Linked DNA regions of Gossypium hirsutum: region 1 is linked to region 2. Evidence: chromatin contacts called from public Hi-C data. All regions are on one chromosome and are shown on one strand. Each heading gives the region's core, a stretch centred on a gene start, on an enhancer-like site or on the middle of the called end of the contact. The rest is flanking DNA. Distances are from core to core; before and after follow the strand shown. Region 1 holds the start of LOC107955010 (transcription factor SCREAM2). Region 2 has its middle 12 kb from the start of LOC107955006.

The links. Hi-C and Micro-C count contacts between places; a contact is called where the count stands out from the background.
Region 1: a contact with region 2 is called in a Hi-C map of leaf, with 5 times the contacts expected there. The contact joins the promoter of LOC107955010 here to the enhancer-like site in region 2. A contact is called at or near these places in 11 of 34 Hi-C or Micro-C datasets (anther, callus, cotyledon and 2 more).

Annotation. Positions count from the first base shown.
Region 1 is chrD07:53,542,768-53,548,738 of Gossypium_hirsutum_v2.1, reverse strand. LOC107955010 (transcription factor SCREAM2) reads left to right here and starts at 4,185. Exons shown (of 3, transcript XM_016890713.2): 1 at 4,185-4,667; 2 at 5,683-5,853. The coding sequence starts at 4,536.
Region 2 is chrD07:53,477,463-53,483,148 of Gossypium_hirsutum_v2.1, reverse strand. No RefSeq gene overlaps it. Among protein-coding and RNA genes, the nearest start is that of LOC107955006, 12 kb to the right of the region's middle. Within about 2 kb of position 3,153, at least 2 of the 9 cell types and tissues checked have an H3K27ac peak or open chromatin away from gene starts, as enhancers often do. A contact at or near this core is called in leaf, where this site is marked.

The DNA of each region.
Region 1 (5,971 bases), core at 2,936-5,435, 65 kb before region 2:
TAAATTTAAATTTAACGTAAACTAGTAAACGCCATGCATGTTGAAACCTCATTAATATTGAGTTAGTGTGCGATTGGCTTGTGATACCATTCAAATTAAAGGTTTAAAGTTAATAGAGTATTTCACATTCAAGCGTAATCGATATTGAAAAATATCCAAACTCGAATTGATCTCAAAGACTTAACTAACTTAGCATATATTGTTATTTTTATTTATTTTAAATATGTTAATAATATGTAATATATAAATATTCAAAATTTAAATTAAACGTAGCCGGATTTATTTGCTCAAATCTGGACATTGGCATTGGTAGAAGTCAACATTTTCTATCTGTTAGTCGTATCTTGGTCCTATCTCCTGATGAGTATTCCATGTATGTTTTTGACAAGGCTGGGGCTGGGTTTTGTGTATTGCCTGTGCCTTCATTTTAATTGATTCCTATCAGCAATAATAATCATGTTGTACTTTTCAAAAAGAAAATTGACGAATGCTCCTCTTCTTGCTTCTCCCGCTTATGTCTTCAGAAGTGTTTTGTTCATCCGCCTATGTCTTCTTTTGCAACTGTTGTAATGATGCATGTTTACCCGTGCAGTGCTTCAAGGTTTGCCTACATTTATTTGTTAGGTGCGACAACGATTCAGCCCCTGTACCAGGTTCGTGCTTTGTGGTTCTACTATATTTGCCGATGAACCGTTTGATAAAATCACCAGCAACGAGCAATCAAAAAGAAAATCATTAATATTGTGCCTCACCAATTTCCTTGCTGCTGTAGGGTTGCATCCAGCTGCTACCAATTGCCTTGCTGCTGCAGGTTTGTTTCATTAGTTGCTGCCGTGTTGTGCTCCATATTTAAAAAGCAAGGCTAATTTTTTTTTGGTAGAGTAAACAAAACTTAAGAAATTAAATTACACTGACTAATTCAAAACAACCTTTAGACTTATCATTAGCAAGGCCCTCAATCAAGTTGGGGGGAGCCGCAACTATCACATTAATACCCTCTGAATCTCCGTGTACCATCTTGGCAATTTGGTCTGCAACCTAATTAGCTTCTCTAGGAACACGTTATACCACCTAATGCTCATTATCCTTAAGCAATTGAAGAATACGTGAACAAGTGCTAACATCGAAAGGTCCGAACTCCTTGTCTGCAAACTCTGAACCACCTCTAGTTTATCAATATGAAGCAAAATCCTGTCCAAACCTCTGTCTCGTAGCAGTGTTAACCCGTCCAAAATTCCCCATAAATCGGCTTCGAAAATCGAGCAAGTCCCCAGTGAATGATTAAAATCCATGACCCATTCCCCTAAATGGTTTCGCACCACACCCCCTGCTGAGGCAGAATCTGTAAACAAATTAACTACGCCATTAGTGTGCAAATGAAACCAATTACTTGATTGGTGATTTTTCTGAGTACTGGTGCATCTTCAACTCCAAGCTTTCTTGTGTGTAGCCCAAACCTGTTTCGCCCAAGACATTAAAACATTCACAATCTCCTCAACTTTCTACGATATTCCTTGGAACACATAAAGGTTCCTAATCTTCCAAATACGCCACCCAATAAGACCACACAAGCTAGCCCAATGAACTTCAGTCAAATCCATAAACTTGTGAGACTTTAAATTCGAAACTAGCCAATCGAAAAGGTTGGAATTGAAAAAACTAGTAGCCTATCTAATTGGCACTACTTGCTCCCATACCTCCTTTGCCGCTAAACAATCTCGCAAAACATGAAGGATGTCCTAAACTACATGACCACATATTGGGCATGACGCATCTTGTCCAATGCCTCTCCTAACACATTCCAAGTTAGTGAAAAGGCGTTGCTTAAGAGTAAGCCAAAGAAAAACTCATACTATCTGAGGTCCCTTAAAATCCCAAGGTGTTTTCCATGTTGGATCTTTAGAATTCTAGCTATTCTCTTTCAAAGACCAGTAAGCACTCTTAATCGAAAAATCACCTTTTGAGTTCTGTAACCAAGAAATCCTATCTGACCCAATATCAAGATTAGGAGGGGGAATACTCACTATATGTCGAATGATATTTTTAGGAACATAAATGCGAAAGAAATCGATATTCTAAGCACCATCAGGAGTGACCATATCTTCAAGATAATAATCTGGTTCCATCCCCCACTGAACAAACCAGATTATCTCTAAGAAACGGGCACACCTTAGATAATCCCTTCCAAAGAAAAGAGCTGTTTCCATGCAATATGCTATCCGGAAGAGTATCTCGCGCGCCATATTTAGACCGAAGAACTTTCACCCAAAGAGTATATGTTTGAGACTAAATTAAACCCCAATTTCATAAGAGACAAAGTATTTTGATCTTGAAGTCTTCTTAACCCAAGGCCCCCACAAGAACGAGGTTGCCAAGCTGAATCCCAACTAACCAAAGCCAACTTCCTCTGCCCATTAGAAGACCCCCAAATGAATTGTCTGGTTAATCTCTCAATTTCATCACAGACCCATTTTTGAATTCTCATCGATTGCATAAAATAATTAGGTATTGTGAGTAACACCGATTGAGCTAAAGTGACTCGTCCTGCAAGAGACAGCTTTCTTGCATCCCAGCTAAAAAGCTTACTACATACCTTATCCACCACAAAGTTAAGAGTACTTTTAGTTACCCTTTCATGGAAAAGAGGAACCCTAAGATAAGAACCAAGATCATTAACCCTTTTGAAACCCATTCAGCAGTTAATACGATCAGCATAAATCTCACCAACAGAATGAGAGAAACAAATGCTTGTCTTGTGTGCATTAACTTTATGACTCCAGTAAGAACAGAAGCAATCCAAAACTTCTTTAATATAGTTGGCATGCATCTAATCTGTTTTACTAAAAATAACTAAATCGTCAGCAAAAAATAGATGAGACAATTTAGGACCTGACCTAAATAATCTGATTGGATTCCACTGACCATTAGAGATCGCGGAGTGAATATCATGTTCGAGCCACTCCATACACAAAACGAACAGATATTGAGATAGAGGACACCCTTGTCAAATCCCCCTTGTAGGTTTAAAACACCTTGTAGGCACTCCATTCCAAAGAACTTGTAAGGTAAAACTTGAAATTTTGGACATAATGACCCTTCCCAAATAATCTGGAATGCTAGCAACCAGAATAGAAGCATTAATCAATTCCCATCTAACTCGATCATAAGCTTTTTCGAGATCTATTTTAATCATCATCCAAGGAGTCTTGTTTTTTTTACCCTTCATCGAATGAATGACTTCTTGTGCAATGAGAATGTTGTCAATTATATTCCTTCCTACTATAAATCCTGTTTCTTCTTGTGGGATAATTTTACAAAAAACAAGCCGAAACCAATTAGCTATTACTTTCATAACCAGTTCATACAGAACAAAACACAAGCTGATAGGCTGAATTGTTGGAAACTTTTCGGATTAGCGACTTTGGGAATGAGAGTAATAAAAGGGTTATTCAAAATAAGGTTGATGCCTCCATCAAAGACGTTTTTAACCTAATCACAAACAACACTTCCCACTACGTCCTATTGATTATGGAAAAACAGGGCATGAAAACCATCACAACCTGGGGATATAAGAGGTGCCATTTCAAAATGTGCTCTCTTAATTTCGTCATTAGTGACATTCTTTCCCAAAAATTCAATATCACTCGAATCCAACCTAGGAAAAGAGCTTAGAGGTAAAGCTTCCAAAGGGTCTAAATCTGCACCATAGAGATTATTGTAAAAAGAGACGGCTTTAGATTTTAGAGTTTCTAATTCAAAACACCACTCATCTCCTCTAATTCATAAAGTTGAGATATGATTCATCTTCCTTCTTCTAAGCGTGCGATTATGAAAAATTTTGTATTTCAGTCTCCAAAGTTGATCCAATCGCATCTAGATTTCTACTTCTGTAACAATTCTTCGTGATGTAAGACTTACTCCAATTCTTCTCTAATTTGTATTTCAATATCGACAAGCCAATCCGAATTTGATTTTTCCTAAGCTGCCTAAATAGTAGCCAACCGATTCAACAGTTGCCTCTTCCTTGATCCAATATGACCATAATCTGTCTTATTCCTTGACCCAATATGACCCATAACTTAATATGACCCAATATGGACACATGATCTTGTCCGAGGTCATATGAAGACTGGGTTTGAAATTTAAATCACGCACGGGCTAAAAAAAACTCACACCCTCGTGTGACACGGCCGCTACTCTTTTTAAACCAAAAACCTTACATTATGTTTGGTTGGGTGTATTGACTACCCTAATCGGTGGGTCCCACCTAATCCTTTTCTATTCCGTCGTTTGGTTCAATGTATTGCTAATACGCGTGTAATCCATTACTTTCCTAATCAGTGAAAACCACCGATTTCTATTCCCCTCTTTTGCCCAGATTAGCTACCGCTTTAGCAAATCGTCCCTGTTTTACCCTTCCCCGATCCCCTTTGTTTCTCTTCTGTTCCTTCTAGCTTCATCCGATTTATTTCCTTGTTTTTTTGCTTTTCTTTTCTGCCGATTTGCTCCCAGTTTATTTTCTTTGTATTTGTAACATGGGCGTTTCCTTCCTTAGCTGTGAAACTGAAAAGTCTCTCTTGCTTTCTCTCCCTCCCTCGAGTATCTTCTCTTCGCAGGCAAACAAACATAGCTCAATTTCTTTTCTTATTCCGAGTCTTGGTTATCAGGTAAGGCATCTTCTCTTTTCTCCATTTCAGAAGCTTTAGAACAACCGCCTTTTCTTTTCTTTAATTCAGAATCTTGATTTTATTTCGAGACTATTCCAATTCCCTTTCTTTTCTTTTTAATGATGATTTACAACTGGGTTTTTTGTGAAACTGAAGGAACGGTGGTGGGTGTATTCTTTTTCTTATGCTAAAATTTTAGGGTTTTGTTCTCAATTTCAAGAATTTCTTTGATTTATCATTGTGTTTCTGGGTTTTGGATTAACAAGTTGATAAAGTGAACTAAACTTGGTAGGTTTCAAGATGAGATTGTCGATGGACCTTATCATGAAAACTGGAAATACTTTACATTGGACAAATATAATAGAGGGGACTGAAGTATATACGCAATTGAGCTTATATATATTATTGTTTTTTTTCTTTGTTCTCTTTTATCATATTTTTTATTGTTTTCTTGTCTTCTGCTTATAATAACTAAGCGCTTCTTGTGGATTGTGAAGTGTGATATTTGTTTTTGGCTCTGTTGATGGTTAAATAATTCTTTATTCACGCAAAAGAGGAGCCTAGCCAACTACAATAAAAGCATCTGCGAAACTGATAGTAATCACAATAGAGAAGTATTCTGGATAAGTAATCACTACACTCAAACCCCAGTTGCAAGCAAGCATCTTGTTGGTATCATCCCTTTCAACTGTGGAGTCTTAGTCAAACTGCCTCTATGATTTTATTAAGAATAACTGAAAAAGTATTAATCTTCTTGCCATGAAGCCTAGAATTCCTCTCCACCAATAACTGAAGAAGTGTGATATTTGTTATTCATTGATCAAAATTGTTCTTAAGATTATATCTAGGCTTTTGTTTCTTTGCATTTGGTTGTAGAACTCATGTCAGACATGAGTCAGGACATGATACACACACACATAAGGATTGACATATACTTGCCAAAAACTTTCGACAGGTTGTGTCAGTCGATGTAAGGTTAAGGGAACTCATATATTTCTATTTTTGCAATTTTCAGGTGGAGGTAAGATTAAGGGAAGGAAGGGCTGTCAACATTCACATGTTTTGTGCTCGCAGGGCAGGTCTCTTGCTCTCCACCATGAGAGCTCTAGACAACCTTGGATTGGACATACAACAAGCTGTAATCAGCTGTTTTAATGGGTTTGCACTGGATGTTTTCCGAGCTGAGGTGCCCTTCTTTTTTCTCTTCATCTACTTCGTTGATTTCCATTTAAAATCAATTTTAATTTGCACATCTATCCAACAGATTTCAACTAAAATCTGTCTAACAATTTTTGATGAATGCG
Region 2 (5,686 bases), core at 1,904-4,403:
AATGGGTTCATGTGGAACATGTGTGTTTTAGTAATTTTTTATGTTTTTTTTCATTTTAAAAATAGCCAGTCTGAGGGACCCAATTTGTATTGGTGCCGGCTCAACATAAAATTTTCATCATTTGTGATTTAATCAATCAATTATGATGATATATTATCGTGTTCCACCAACCAAATGGTAAATAAATTGTTAGTAGTTGGCTGAAATTAATAGAGATACAATAAGAAAGTGGACATGCAACACATTAACGCTATAGCATTTGAGCGAGCTAGCTAGCTAAGTGGCATCATATTTAGTTTAGCAGTCAGTTTGGTCCATTTAAGATTTGAGAAAGGTGCTTAGGGGTGTTTTTCAAAGTTGGGATATAAAATTTTAGGTAAATTATATTAGTAATCATTTAATTATATTATTTTTTCTTTTGGCTGCTTAATTATAAAGAGTTACAAAATGATAATCTAATTATTAGTAAACTTCTTTTTTGGTCACCCAAATATTTTAGATTTTTAGGTTTCGATTTTTAAGCTAGCTAGTTTGTAACCAAAAAAGATGAAATTGAATAGTTGAGTGACCATTTTATAAGTTGGGTAATCATATTATAACTTTTCATAGTTGAATGATCAAGAAAAAAAACATAATTAAATGAATACTGATATAATTTACCATAAAATGTCACTCTTCAATGATCATTTTTCATTGCAATGACATTTAAAGAAAATAATTCTTAATTTATGTGATGTACAATCAAAACCAAAATTCGCTAAACAATAAGTTGCCTTATTCTCTACCTTGAGCAAAACAGTCGCGAAAACTGTTCTTTTTATGGTCATATGCTTCTAAAATAGATATCTCTAAAATCGAGAGGTCTAGCCCATTATTTTTTTAATTTTGATAGGTTTAAATATGTTAGAGGTTTTTTTAAAAAAAATAAATAAATTTTAATTTTGAGATATTGGATCTACCTTTTTATTCTAAAATCATGATACTTTTAACTAATTTTTTAATTATAAAAGGGTAAAATAACTTTTTAGCCCTCAACATTTATTTTTTTGTCAATTTAACCTTTATTCTTTAAAAGTAGAATGAAATTTATAAAAAATTTATTTTTATATTTTTTAATAGAAATACCCTAATAAAATAAAATTTAAAATAAATTTCCAAAAATTATGGAAGATAAAACTCTTCAAATTAAAAACATATTTTTTTCAATAAAAAAAGCATTCAAAAAATCCAAATTAATTTTAAAAATTATTATGTACTTTTTGAATGGCAATATAGTTTCTCCAAATTTTGAGTTATTCATTCAATTTGTATTAAAATATAATCTGAACAAGTTTTTTAATTTAATTTAATTTCAATCAATTATATTAAAATTCAATCTAATATTAATTGAACGAATAACTCAAACTTTAAAGAGAACTTATTATCATTCAAGAAGTAAATATTTTCTTTTAATTTTGAAACTTTTTTATATTTTTTATAATTTTTTAATTTTCAAATTTATTTTTTAAAATTAAAAATATTTTTTTTAGGATTTTTTATTAAAATATGAAAAACTATAAAAAGAGCACTTTTTTTATATACTTTTAAAAAATAAGGATCAAGTTGACAAAAATTATAATTGTTGAGGACCTGTTATACCACCTCCACAGGCAGCTACATGTGCACCGTTGTCCGAACCTCACACCGGGTGGACCTCCAACATCGAATTACCTTGATTGGACCCATGCCTAACGAACCCCTATCATAGACTATCCTTGTTAGGAATGCATGAAACCTTTCGCCCATTATATTATCATAGACTATCCTTGTTGATTTTTACTATTAACAAGGTTAAAAAAGTTAATTTAGCTTCTTCATATCCATAAAATTGGATGAATGAATCAAGATTTTGAAAAAAAAATACAAATACTCAATGTCTTAAAATTAAACTATAGGAACTAAATTTTAAATTTTAAAAGACTACAACATATTTAACCTTTTCAATACCTGATGGGTGTCGAATTTACCAATTTTAAATTCCTATGCTTAAAAATAGAATAAGTTCATTCGTAGAATGGATAAATAAAATTGAAATATACTGTGATTAGGGTTAAGTGGTGCCCACAACTTGAAAAAAAATCTACAATAAAAGAAAGGTTTTAGATGTTGTAAAAATAATAAAATAAATATAAATAAAAGGGAAAATTAAATGTAATTAACATTAATCCGAAATAATTAAGATTTATAGCCTCAGGTATGATGTCAGCTTTGGTATCAAAATTGATTACAGATTGTAAATGTTTCCTTACTCAAAAATAAGGTGGTTAGAGCGATGGTAGGACGGTTTTAAACCACTAATCTTTTCTTAGTTTGTAAATTAATTTCAAAAATAGCTTGACCATTAACCCTGGTCAGTCTAACAACTCTAAGTGACTGCTCCTAAAATTTAATCCACCACCCACCTTATGGATAAAGTCCTGGCTCTAATTAATAAATTTAAATATATGATTCATTTAAATTAAATTACTCATTTTCACGACATAATTTATCTGTTCTCTTAATTAAATGTTAACTTGTTCTATTTATTAAAATAAAGAGATAATTGTGGATCTAAATACACTAATTCATTATTTATTATCCTAAATAAATTAAAATAAGGATCCTACTTGAAATGATATCAAAAAACAATAATAAGATAGGGTTCTACCATTTTCATAAAACATAAATGATCAAATTTGTTGAAAAAAAAATGAACAACACTTTAAATCTCACAGTTCTAATAAAACCAAGTTTCTATTTACCCTTGGTTAGAAAATAAAATAAAACTAGCTACTCATAACTAAGATAATGTCGAAAATATTATTAAACGATAAAAAAAAATTACTGAAAATTACCTCAATAAGATTTATCTTGACTTCTCTTCTATAAAAATAATACAAAATAAAATAAATAATAATAATCTTAAATTAACTAAATCACCTAATATAAAAAAATCCTTTAAAGGAAAAATTCTAATATAAAATATCTTATGGTAGTTAACTTTGATAAAAAAATGCATCCTTTTTTACTTCCCAAATTTCATCAAGTGCGCCAATGAAATATAGTACCGTACCGCGCAATTGAGTCCAATCCCATAACTCTATGCGGCTCAAAACCAATCCCAGCAAGTTATGAGCCAATTTAGACTCCACTTGGTAAATGAGTCCAATCCAAACCACCCTATCGGCCAATCTAGTAATGGCTAGAGCAACCTTCATGATTCCATTTAGCTCCTCTTTGGCCCAAAGTTTCCTCTCATCCAATTAAAAAAAATGTTATAAACTTATAAAATTTGATTCAATCAATCCATATCATATCACAAGTTAATCAAATTTTTATCTTGTTCTAGATTGATGTACCTATCGATTCTTGATCTAACCAATTGATCTGATCCAATTTTAAAAACACTAATTCTGATCGTATTTAGCTTTGTCTTCCTAGATAAGCTCAGAAGCCCTTGCATTTAACAACAAAGTCCCTCTTCTATAGAATGGACTATGGTGATTAGGGATGTGGATGATTCAGTTAAAACTAAAATAATCAACTAAATTAAATTAGTTTGATTAATCAGTTTGTCATTGAAATTAATTAAATCAAAGATCGGGCTAAAGTTTTGTGAAAGTTTGGTTATCTATTATTTCGATTCAAAAATAAGTAATTAACTTAAACCCATAATATATAAGCCGTATATAAGCCCATATATATAAACAAGATGGACATATAACTATTGATATAATGGATTAAAGAAAAATATATTATGAAAAATAAAAAGGTAAATTACACTCAAAGTCACTAAACTATTAGTAAGTTTATATTTTGGTATTCAACTTCAAAAATTTATAAAATAATCACTAAACTATTTGAAAGTTTTCATTTAAGTCATTGGATTGTCAAAATCATTACTATATGGCCTTCTATGTTTGCATTACCTGCACCAATCAAAAGCTCTCATTCCCCTTCTTTTTTATAATTCTTTTTTTTTCATGAAACAACTTTCAACATCACAAATTTGCAAACCAAAATCCAAACAACTTTCTTCTTCAATCTTCAACACTGACTGTCAGATCGACTTGGATCTAATATATGTTCTTCTACTAATCGATAGATACTAATTCACTGTATTGATCATCAAACTATCACTTGGAATTTGCTAGCCAGACTCTTTTTCAAAAAAAAACTTAACTGATTAGTGACTTAAATAAAAACTTTTAAATAGTTCGGTGACTTAAGTGAAAAATGTTGAATAATTTAGTGATCATTTTGTAACTTTTTAAAGTTGAGTGGCCTATATATAAACATACTAATAATTTAATGATCTTAAATGTAGATTACCAAAATAAAATTAAAATGAAACCAAACCAAACGAAAAAAAAAACTAAAATTCTAGAACCTACCCCCGTTTTGTTTTTGTACGTAATGATTTTTCTTTTAACTTTGTGTGTTCATTTTGTTATTAATTGTTATTCTCTTCTTCTTTTTTAACTTATTTGAGCTAAAAGAAAAGAAAAAGAATATTATCATTGTATTTTTTTGTTAGGTTTTAAATTTGTTTGAACCAAAAAAGAAAAAAAACATCAACAAATTTTGATTAATTGACTGAATTAGTCGAAATTAATTTGATTCGATTAATGAATTTTGAAAAAAAACTCAGTTCAAAAAATAATTAAAAGTTTTAATATTTTAATTAATTTAAATAATGATAATTTAATTTAGATATTAGCACCTCTTAAGAAAACATTCCATAAACTAATGAGTAATGATGCACATTATCAGTTCTCAAACTAAAATCCAGTATAATTTGTTTCAGAGCTGTATATACAGTATTCCACACATGGGACAATTTGTCAACATTTCTACCCTAGAGGATATTACCATTGGAGAACTTTGAGGCATAAAGTATGAGTAATGCAAAAGTGGCCACATTTGTTTTCCCAAAAGAGCAAGCAAGAATAAAGCTAAATATCTCAGAAACCCAAGCGGCCCATTCCTTTAGGGAATTGAATAGCCCTCCCTACCTTCATTTTTTTTCGAACCATGATAAAAGTAACATAGAAGTAACTTAAACTTTGTATATTAGATAAATTGGTCTTTTATGTTAAAAATTCCATTCATTCATATAGTGAAAAATGGTTAACTGGTATAATAATCAGACAGTGACACGTGACATGCCATGTTACTTCATGCTGACATATATGAACCAGTTTTTAACGTTAGAAATAAATAATATTTTTAACAAAAGGATTAGCTTACTCATTGATCTAAATTAATTTGCCCTCTTTTGTATAGAAAGGGCAAAATAGAATCTGACTCTTAATATAGAACCTTCACGGTATTTTTACCCCAACAACTTTTGGTAAGCAAAACAATATCTCCTATGGTAGTGTTATATAAATATAAATACAAATACAAATATAAATATAAAATAAGTATTATATTTATAAGAATAAGGGTAAGTTATAGTCATGATTAGAGGTGATCATGGGCCGGGCTGGGTTCGGGTCGAGCTCGGATAAATTTTTAGGCTCAGGCTCAGCCCAGCCCGAAAATATGGGCTTAAAAATTTGTTCAAGCCCGGCCCAAGAAGAAATTGCTAAGCCCGGCATGGCCGGTCCGGCCCATATAAAATATATTTGATTAAAAATAATATATATTTAATATATAATTGTGG